3 separate regions of the Sus scrofa genome follow, and regions 1 and 2 are each linked to region 3. The links are chromatin contacts, called in public Hi-C maps. All regions are on one chromosome and are shown on one strand. Each heading gives the region's core, a stretch centred on a gene start, on an enhancer-like site or on the middle of the called end of the contact. The rest is flanking DNA. Distances are from core to core; before and after follow the strand shown.

The links. Hi-C and Micro-C count contacts between places; a contact is called where the count stands out from the background.
Region 1: a Hi-C map of heart right ventricle shows a contact between it and region 3, with 6 times the contacts expected there. The contact joins the promoter of RFWD2 here to the promoter of CACYBP in region 3. A contact is called at or near these places in 1 of 47 Hi-C or Micro-C datasets (heart right ventricle) and 1 of 2 datasets of contacts at active chromatin or transcription factors (alveolar macrophages).
Region 2: a Hi-C map of subcutaneous adipose tissue shows a contact between it and region 3, with 1.7 times the contacts expected there. The contact joins the promoter of PRDX6 here to the promoter of CACYBP in region 3. A contact is called at or near these places in 1 of 5 promoter capture datasets (fetal liver), 3 of 47 Hi-C or Micro-C datasets (liver, skeletal muscle and subcutaneous adipose tissue) and 2 of 2 datasets of contacts at active chromatin or transcription factors (alveolar macrophages and skeletal muscle).

What each region holds. Positions count from the first base shown.
Region 1 is chr9:118,112,941-118,116,489 of Sscrofa11.1, reverse strand. RFWD2 (E3 ubiquitin-protein ligase RFWD2) reads left to right here and starts at 2,222. Exons shown (of 20, transcript XM_021063674.1): 1 at 2,222-2,890. The coding sequence starts at 2,487.
Region 2 is chr9:115,855,607-115,858,910 of Sscrofa11.1, reverse strand. It overlaps PRDX6 (peroxiredoxin 6), which reads right to left and starts at 1,282. Exons shown (of 5, transcript NM_214408.1): 1 at 1,108-1,282. The coding sequence starts at 1,202. It also overlaps a transcript of TNFSF4 not described here.
Region 3 is chr9:117,060,777-117,064,107 of Sscrofa11.1, reverse strand. It overlaps CACYBP (calcyclin-binding protein), which reads right to left and starts at 1,805. Exons shown (of 6, transcript XM_013989620.2): 1 at 154-1,805.

The DNA of each region.
Region 1 (3,549 bases), core at 973-3,472, 1.1 Mb before region 3:
GGGTGCTGATAAGAATGCAAATTCATGTCTTAGCCCAGAACCAGAGTCAGAATCTCTGGAGATAAAGCTTAGGAAACTGCAGTTTTATTTCTGCTATGTGCTGAATTTTCTCCTGTGCCTTAGCCCGAACTTTCAGTCACTGCCTAGATATGGTTATTTGAGTGTATTTTCATCCCATGCTTACTTAACACATCCAAAATTAAACCATCCATTGGCCATCTATAATTGTCATGTTGGCACACCTGGAGTCATCATTGGAGTCATTTATCCCTGTGTTCTATCATTTTTATGTAATCAACTTACTGGGCTTCGTATCAATCACTAGGAAAGCCTATGATGACAGACATAGGTCATGTCCTAAAGGATTGTATTCTTTTACAGAGAATAACTTAATGCTGTAGACTCTTTTGCATGTGTGTGTGTGTGTGTGTTTCCAGAAATACTCCTTTACCTACCTTGTCAGCACCCTAATCTAGAATCTAATCACCTATGCTTAGACTGTTATAATTTTCTCCTAATTCGTTTCTTTGCTCCTAATCTCCCACCTCTGCTCAAAGATTATTCTGAACATTTAATCTTCAAAACACCATTGTGAAAGTATTTTACCCCCACTTAATGCCTTCATTGTTTCCAGCTGCTTGTAGGCTATTTTTCAAAGTAGATTAGAGGCTCTTTAAAGTATGGCTCCCCCATATAAACTCTTTTACCCCTACAGGCACTTATCATAGGTCAAGTATTGTGTTACATGTTAGGAGCACAAAGCTGAAGCTGATAGGCTAGTGGAAGACAAACATATACACCACTAAAATACATTATATGTGCAAACAAAATATTCTAGGAGCAGAAATGAGGGTGCAACTCTTCCTGCCTAGGAGTCAGTAAAGCTTCACATCAGTTGGCTCTTGAAAGTGAATTTAAACAAAGTTGGAAAATGCAATGCTCATAAAAGGGAGATGGTTCTTGGAAATCTGATATGCTCATACCTATCATTATTCTGAGCAGAAACTTGAGCTGGGAATTCCAGGTGAGCGGCTAAGGCAGTCCTCAGTAGGTTCGCACCTTTATGCAAGTTCACTGCCAGGTAAATGGCTCAGCCTTCTCTGGCGCTGTCCCTTCAGCATGGACAGGTGTTCCTAGGGAAAGGTGCATATAGTTGCACTATAGTCTTCAATACCCAGGACAGAATTAAATCAGAGATCTTTCCCTCTAAGAATCACAAGATAATAGAGTTGGAAGGGATACCGAAAATTCCAGTTTAGTTGTTTCTAATTTATATCTCCCAGAATCTTAGGGAGTTTCAAAGTGGCAAATGAAAAACTGAAATCAACTTTCAGTATTCGAAAAAGCCTACCAGAAATCGCATCTTCTGGTGGTATTAACTGCTAGGTTTCCTTGTTTTGTGATAGAAATCACATCAAATCCACGTTAGATGTGGGCTTTAACCGAGTTGTGTTCCGATTAAATACAATTTGCTTTTTCATGTTTATACTTAACTTGGTAAATAACTTTTCAAAATCCAAGAGATCATAGTCGAACCCATAAACTTTCCATAATGTTTGTAATTTACGAAGCACTATTCACTGACTTCAAAACTATGGAATGGTTAAAGCATAGCCCAGAGTCCTTGACTCTTAGTCCACTGCTCTTTTCAACTGCTCAGAGCTTCTAGGTTCCTTCTGTGTGTCCTAGGCTTCAGAGCCTCCAATCCCGGATTCGGAAGCACCTGCTGTGCCATAGCTACTGGGTCACACTGCCGCCTTCCAGTCAGCAGCGACCGCTCCCTGCCCACGTTCAGGAATGCGGCTCGCTGCCACGCATGCGTGGTGCAGCGACTCACCGCCAGCGCCGCTCCTCTTCCCCTGGAGCTGGGACCCTGGGTAACCTGCGAGGGTCGGAGCCCAGGGTGCGCCTGCGCAGTCGCTTTTGGAGCGCTCCTCATCTTCCCCCTCCGCCAAACCGCTCGGCCACCACTGCCATCCATTCCTCTCTCTCCGCAGCCCTTTCACCCCTTAAGACAGCCCTGCCCTCGGGCGCGTCACGAAGGAAACCAGCTCTCGATGAGGGCAGCGGTCGTTGCTAGGCCGCCGTCGCCCAGGGAGCGCTGTGCGTGTCTGAGCGCCGTGCGTGTCTGAGCACCGCCCCGGCAGCGGGCGCGTCTAAAGTTGTATCCCCCGCCGCTCCCGCCCCTTCCGCCGCTCGCGCGCGCGCACGGCCGGCCCACGGCGCGCCCGGGTTGGCTGCGGCGGTGATCGCGGCGGCGGCGGCGGCCTCGAGAGCGGTAGTGGTTCCTGCTCTGCTTTAATAGTTCCCTCCGCCCCCTCCCGCCGGACGCTGCTGTGTGGTTGCCTAACAAAAATCAACTTTATTGTTTCTCAGCCCCACCTCCCGGCGCGTCGCTCGTCCTCAGGATGCGCTGAGGCGGAGGGGAGGGAGGCGGCGGCAGGTCCCTCTCCTCCGAGCGCCCGTCCGGAGGGGAGGGAGTCACGATGTCTGGGAGCCGCCAGGTCGGTTCGGGCTCCGCAGGGACCAGCCCTGGCTCCTCGGCGGCCTCCTCGGTGACTTCCGCCTCCTCGTCCTTATCCTCTTCCCCGTCGCCCCCTTCCTTGGCAGCTTCGGCGGCGGCGCTGGGGTCCGGCGGGGCGGCCCAGGCCGCGGGCTCTGGCGGCCTCGGGGGCCCGGTGCGGCCTGTGCTGGTGGCGGCCGCCGTGTCCGGCAGCGCCGGGGCGGTGTCCGCGGGCCTGTCCCGGCTGAGCTGCGCCGCCAGGCCCAGCGCTGGCGTAGGAGGGAGCAGCTCCAGCCTAGGCAGCGGCAGCAGGAAGCGACCTCTGCTCGCCCCCCTGTGCAACGGGCTCATCAACTCCTATGAGGACAAAAGCAACGACTTCGTCTGGTGCGTTGGACGAGCAGCCTTCTGCCTCTCTCTACCTTAGGACTTTCTGCTGTTGGGGCGGCTGGGGTCCGGGGTGAGGGCGGTGTGTTGGGCTCTGTGGCGGTGTCTGCAGAGGGATCCGAGCGTTTGCAGGGGTTGGTGAGGAGAGGTGGGGGAGTCCCGAGGCAGGATGGCAGGATGGAGGTATTAAAGACGTCGATGCTGGTGGGGAGAAGTGGAGGGAGTTTAGGGAGTAATAAATAAGGGGAGCGATGGAAGGTCAAATAAATTGCTGTACAGAAAAGGAGAAAGTTGGGCACGGAGGTTGGGCCTTGCGTTTTCTGGCTATCTGAGGAATTAGGCACCCTGTCAGTCCGGATTGCTCGTTGAGGTTAATTAAAACTTGTACAGAGAGAGAGGCTTAAGGTTCCCGGGATGCTGAGGGAGGGAGTTGGTGGTCAAAATTTTCTTATTGGAAGTATGGTGGATGGTACTCTAAACATGGATGTTTAAAGGGAAGTAGTATTTGATGTAAATATCCATCGTGTGTCCGTGTAAATATCTCCTCCCACTTCAGAGGCTGGGTCACTTTTAAATCTGTTGTTGACGCTCCTGTAGTCAAGGAAGTCTGTTCACCAAAGAATTCCACCTCTCAGCTGAACGTCTTGAAAGAGGGGACC
Region 2 (3,304 bases), core at 33-2,532, 1.2 Mb after region 3:
AAAAGGGTACAAAGCAAAGGTCATAAAGCCTTGGACCACAGTGTAGTGGGGCCACTGGAACTCCAGAAACATAACTAGACACATCTGGGCCGTTTCATGTTAAATGTAATAAACTTAAAGTTTGCTTATTCAGGAGCTGTAAAACCACGGTTACACCCATGTACTCCAAGTCATAGTGGTATGATTGCCAGGCTAGATCATGGGTCAGCGATTCGGCAAGGCTACGTGCTGCTGGAAGCATGGCAGATGGGGGAGGGGGCAGTGAGAGGCACGCAGCTATGAAACAAAAGGGTCTACAACTGGGGAGGTGGGGTGCTCCGGTGCCTGCCATGGATCACTGCAACTGAACGACCTCAGGAAGCCCTTGCCTCAAGGTGTTGCAGGTTCTGGAGTGAAGGACACACCCACACACAGAGTGTTCTGGGATCCTCCCAAAGCTGTTATCAAATCATATTGTGGCCACTGGAGCAGGATCAGGGTAAAAAGTCTTTCAGCTACTTACTTGGCAAGCTAGTGGTTTCAAATTTTTTGTGCAAATACCACTGCAGCAAGCAGAACCCTCAGATAACACGCTGGGCCCTTCCTGAACCTTCAGCCAGCAGCAGTGTCCTCTGACTTTGGCCTTGGACACCCACTTTCCCCAGGGAGCAAATTCCAGAACCGAAGGAGGGAGGTGAGACCCTGGGCACAAGTCCCAGGAACTGACCGCAGATGAGGCTCGGCTCCTGCCTCCTCCCTGTTTCGGCTGAACCACGCTACTTGCAGAGTTTAGAAGACAGAATTAAATAGACAACAAACCCTCCTCTGCACTGGCCTGCAGTTCCCAGGACCTGATTTTGTTCCCCTCCCCCTCTCTAAAGCCAGCCCAGCCATGCGGGGGCCGGGAGGCTGGAGAGGATCAAGTGGCGGGCGCATGGCTGACCAGAGGGTCGCCTCCTCTCAGCGGCGATCTGTCGCCGCGGGGCAGGGCACATAGGAAAGGCACGTGCAGGAACCGGTGCCGGGAGGAGGCGGGCGGCAAGCGGTGGAGGACGGAAGGGAGAAAAAGGGGAAGGCACCTCCGAGTCCGGGCGTAACCCAGGGCAGGGCGACAAACTGGCCACTTACGAGTCTCCCAGAAAGTCGTGGAAACGGATGCGGCCGATGGTAGTATTGGCTTCGAAGTTGGGAGCCTCGTCCCCGAGAAGCAGACCTCCGGGCATGGCGGCAGCAGTGACGCGGGAAGATGAAGAAGCCCAGCAGCGACAGCTAACGGATGGCTGGTTCTAGCCTTGTAGGTGTTGCGGGGAGGAATAAATGGGGCTTCAAGGGGCGGGGCGGGACGGGACAGGAGGGAGCAAGGTGGGCGGGACCAAAGCACAGCCAAGATGGGCGGGGCCGCGGCGGGCGGGAGGGGCGGGGCCAGGCCTTGGCGGGGTGGGCGGGGCCCACGCTGGCGGGCGCGGTAGGAGAGGCCGGAACTGGCGGTAGTCTGAAGCAGGGCTGGGACAGAACAGCCCTGGGCGCGGTCCAACACCTCGCCAGGCCTCTAACCTGCCAGGATCCCTCACGTGACAGGGGACTCAATGACGTCGCCCTCTGGAATCTTGGGGGTGCGTTCTGGGCATTGGAGGTAAAGGAAGCGGAACGCAATAGGAAGGGGAGCCCCAAGGCTGAGAGCGGCCCTGCGGAGCCGCAAGAATCCGCGGAGACCCTCCTGACACCCATTCACGGTCGACTCCCAGCAGAGGGGTCCCGCGACCCCTCCACTCCCTGCTCTCTTAGTGTGAGCGTCTGGAATCCTGACCGCCCCAGCCAGCCTAGCCATCCTGATTTCTGTATCTGAGAATGTGGCAAGACCCAGACATGTGGGGCACCTTACGTCAGAGGAAGTGGCTTTCTTGTTGCAGCAAAAATGCCAGCACCTATGTCAGTAAGTGCTTGGGGGAATGAGAACAAAGTTTTATTTTTATTCCACTCCCAGAGTTCACTATGAATCATAAGCTATTCAACACAGTTATCCTGAAATCTAAATCTAAATTTAAAAACATATTTGTTGTGGTCTATTGTGTGCAAGTCAACTCTTCCACCCAAGAAAGTGGGAAGTTTAGATTCATTTCTTTGCTTTCTGTGTGCCAAGCACAAGGTAGACAAAATGACTGTATTCTTGGAGCTTTCATTATAGTGAGGGAGGCGTAATTAAACAAGAATATGTTAAACAGTAGTAAATCCTATTCAGAGAAAGTAAGGTTATGTGCCACAGGGTGACTGGGGTGCATCTTGAATTGGATAGTCTGGTCTGAGAAAGCCTCTGGGTTAATGTAGGTAAACTATAAGTGGTTACCATTGTCAGCTGCATCCGTTTCCACAATCATCTTAATTTACATAGTAAGTTCTCTGGCAACAGTAGCTATTATTTGGATGATGATAGTAGTTTATGCAATAACCCTTGCGTTGCCGACTATGTGCTAGGCATTGTGCTAGGCCTGCTGATAACAGAGGAGAGATATGGTTTTACAAGGAAGGCAGAGGTATGTACAGTTATGATAAAAACCTAGCGTAAATGCTGATGGAGTTTGGGTGGAGAAGATGGACCAAAATTACCAAAAATTCTCTGGATGGTGGTCCCCAGACTTAGAGAAGGCACATGGCAGTGTGAAGAAAAATGACTCACATACTAAGATTTCAGTTTTCAGTGGAGTGATGTTTTCGTGTGTATGCGTGCCAATCATATTTGCTCAGTTCTCCTGTACAAGGACTTGTAAGATTACTGGTAAAATTTCTTAGCCATTTTAGAAAACTCTGTGAAGCTACTATAATTTAATCTGTAAACCAGTTTGACTCCAAGCTTTGGTTTTAAAAGCTCTATGCTTTAATTCCTTTTGTAGGGGTGAAAGAGAAGAGGAAAAGGAAGGTAATTTGAATTTAAGGCTATTAACAATGTTGTGGAGATAGGCTAGAAAATGCAGATATGCCAAAATTATGGAGAAAGAACACAGAAACATTATAGATCTCTATAAAAGGCATAATTGTAAAACTGTTATATATTAAGCAATAATTTAATAATAAAATAAGATAAATGTCTGTTAGAATTTACAATTCCAGAGATCGCACACTGGCAGTCCTCTTGTACATTGCAGACTTGTTTGCTTTAGCCTTTTCAGCATTTTAAATTCTTTTGAATTAGCTGTCAACATTTAAAATTTTTTTAATTTTTAAAAATTTTCACAAAAATATCTGGATTTCTGTTTCCTAAAAAGTCCCAAGAGCTGGCCACACTGGGCTTATGTTCCACTTGGCAAACAGTGACTGGAGAGTAGCTTCT
Region 3 (3,331 bases), core at 556-3,055:
GCCCCGTAGCAACGGCTCAACTCTCGCGATCAAACCGGCAGTTCGAGAAGAGTAACGCCTCTTCCTTCCCGCCTGGGCAACTGTACGTAATTTACTTTGACCCCCATCGCGCCGACTGCGCAGTCGCAGCTCGAAACCGCCGCTTCTGCTTACCTTAAACCACCCCGGAAATAACGCACCAATCTTCGGGGCCTAAACCGGAAGTTGACTAGGCAGTCGAGTGGTTCGGTGCGCTCTAGGACCCGGGGCCACTTCGTCGGCCATCTTGTCTAAGACTGTGAACGTATGCGAGTAAAGGACGAAAAAAGGGATAAAGGCGAGCCTACGTGTGCTAAAACGGGAAAAAACGAGGACATTAAGTGCGCAGGATCCTGAGGGGAACGGTTGTGTTTTCACTGGGTTCTGGCGCTCTGGGGACGTCAGGATTCAGCGTATACGACGTGGTGGCGTCATCACCGGTCGCAGTAGGAGGTGGGGTTGCGTTGGCCGTGTGGCGGGACCCAGTGGCGGCTCCGAAGCGGAGTAAGCTTCCTAATATGCTGGGCGCCTCCCGGGGTGGCTGAGTTTGCTTCCTTCATCGACCAGTCACCAGATTTGGATTCGATTTCAGTGAGCCTATTAATGTCAAAGAAAATGTGAGCTAAGATTTCCTGAGGCTGCATTCTGCTCCGGTTCTGACTCCTGCAGCCCGGCTTAGTAAGGCCCTTGAAAAACTCACTTTTCAGATAGATTATTTTAGCCTTTGGGGACCTCAAAACGTCTGAAACACGGTTGAGAATGTAGACGGTTACCCCTGAGATGTCAAATAACCCACACTCGGCTTTATCAACCCCAAGGTAAAGATGATCCGCAAGTCACAGAAGGAAAAAAGTACAGAAAAATGCAGGGCCATTATCTCAATAAAGAATCAGAAGTACAATACAAAAACAAATTACTTTTGCACACAACTTATGGACGTTAAGGAAAAGATGCTAGAACTAGAGAAGTTCATATCGTTTGATTCCATTTAAACAAAATCTAAAGCTGTGAGACTGAAAATCAGGTTGTGTTTGGGAAGACAGTGACAGAAAGAAGCCACGAGGGGGCTTTTGAGATTCGGCTAATTTTTTTTTCTTGATTTGAGCCCTGGTTACAGATGTGTTCACTGTGTAGAAATTTCATTGAGCGTCCTTCTGTGCAGTTTCTTGTGTATGTTATTTTTAACTAAAAGTTATATTTAAGTAGGCCCAAGAGGTAATTTTCCTGGTAGAAATGTAATACCGATAACAATCGTCAAGATTCGTAGGACTGAACTCCAAAGATCTGTGCATTTTATTTATACTTCAGGTTTTTTTTAAAAAGTGTCTAACTGGAAGCTTGGAATTATTTAGGCACTTAAATAGGAACAGATATCCCATTGCACTATGTGAAAATTTGACCTAATGCAGTGGTAAAAATTTGCTTGATTATGCACCTGGAGCAACTCCACCCCTCAGATATCCTAAAGTCACAAGTTTTAAACACCACCTATATGTTCATTCCCACCACTCTTCGGAAATCCAGACGGTCTCTGCGTGGATGTCTCATAAGCAGGTCCAACTCAGCTTGTGTAAAAAAACGCCTCTCAATTTCTCGTCCTCACACCTCATTGCAATTCTTACAATGATTTGCTAGCTCTGTGAATGGCCACCTCATTCTCTTAATTGCTCAGGCCAAGAAGTCATACTTGAGTCTTCAGTTTCAGGTCCTACATCCCATCTTCTGGCAAGTCTTGGTTTTATCTTCAAAGTATGTTGGTAATAAAACTACTTCTCATAATCTCCACTGCTACCAACTGAGACTAAGGTGTCATTATTTTGTCTGGATTTTTATCCTCTTAACTGGTTTCTCTCCTTCTCCACAGTTTTCCACAGGGCAGCCAGAATAACCTTCACAATTGTATAGAATAAAGTCCAGACTCCTCACTATAACCCAGGATGTTCTACATGATTTTATATCTCACCTTTTATAAATTTCCCATCTCATGGAATTCATCTCTCACCACTCTCCCCTCTCCCTGGTTTAAACACTGGTATTTTTGTCATTCCTTGAATCCACTGAGTTTCTTCTTACCTCTGGTTCTGCATGTAAACTTTGCTTTCTCTCTGGAATGGTTTCCCACCAGATCGTCACTTGGCTTTGTCTGTCTTCCCTTTCTGCCCGCATTTAAAACACCTCAGAATTCCCATTCTTAGGAGTCAACAAAACAAAATTCTGCTTCTCTCCAGATGTATACTATAATTGTCCATACATCTATCATGTAGAAGCAAAACTGACTCCTTGCTCTGCTGCCATTACGAGTAATTGGGTACATGGGATCTCAAAGCAAAAACAAAAACTTTGTATCCTGAGATAGATAAAAAAACAACAAAAACAAACAAAAACCAACATCATCAACATACACATCAGTTCATTGTGTCTAGTTCTAGTTCCCCAATGAAACTCTGAACCTGAGCTTTTCCTATAAAATTAGACTCCTTAAAAATCAAACACACTTTATCTCTGACTTTTGCAATGCTAATGTCTAATAAAAGTATGGATAATAGTGAGAATTACTGTTTCTCAGCAGGAACAAACTACTTACAGAGTCTATACTTGGAAATTGTATAGTTTTTTCCTATAAATATTGTAATTTCTGTTTGGTGAGTTCATCTTTCTGCAGCCTGAACTTCCTTGTAAGTGAATTATTAAAAGATTGTGCTTTGAGTGCCCTTTTGACAGTAATCAAAAGTTTTGTTAAAGTGTAATTTCAAAAAGGTGAAATCAAGATTCTCAGGCAAATATAAAATGAGCTTTGCTATTTCATACAACTCATTGGTTAATGATAGAATCAATAAGTTGTTAAAACTATCAAAAAGTGCATTTGCATAGCTGAGTACTTATGGGCAATTTAACAATGGAATGTTAGTGTACATTTTCAAAGTTAGACATAAGCTGGTTAATGTCCTATGGTGTAGTAAACTACATATGGCCTTTGGAGTTATGTGTTCCTCTGGAAGGAAAATAGGGATTTGCACACTACTGAACAAAAATCTACAAGTTAACAAGTAACTTCACTAAGTGTAGGACCTTTAATCAGTAGTGAACAGTGAGTTCCACTTACTATTATGTCAAGACTACTCATGACCTCCTGTCAAATTCAGTAGATATTTTCTGAATAATTTACTTTTGATGTAAAATTTCTCATTGTTTTAACTACAACATGGACCAAACAAAAGATGTCTGTAGTCTGGGTTTGGGCCACAAACTAATTTTACAATCTCTGATTAGTATTTTTTTTAAAATACTGAATTGTAAGAGGAGATCTGCAATC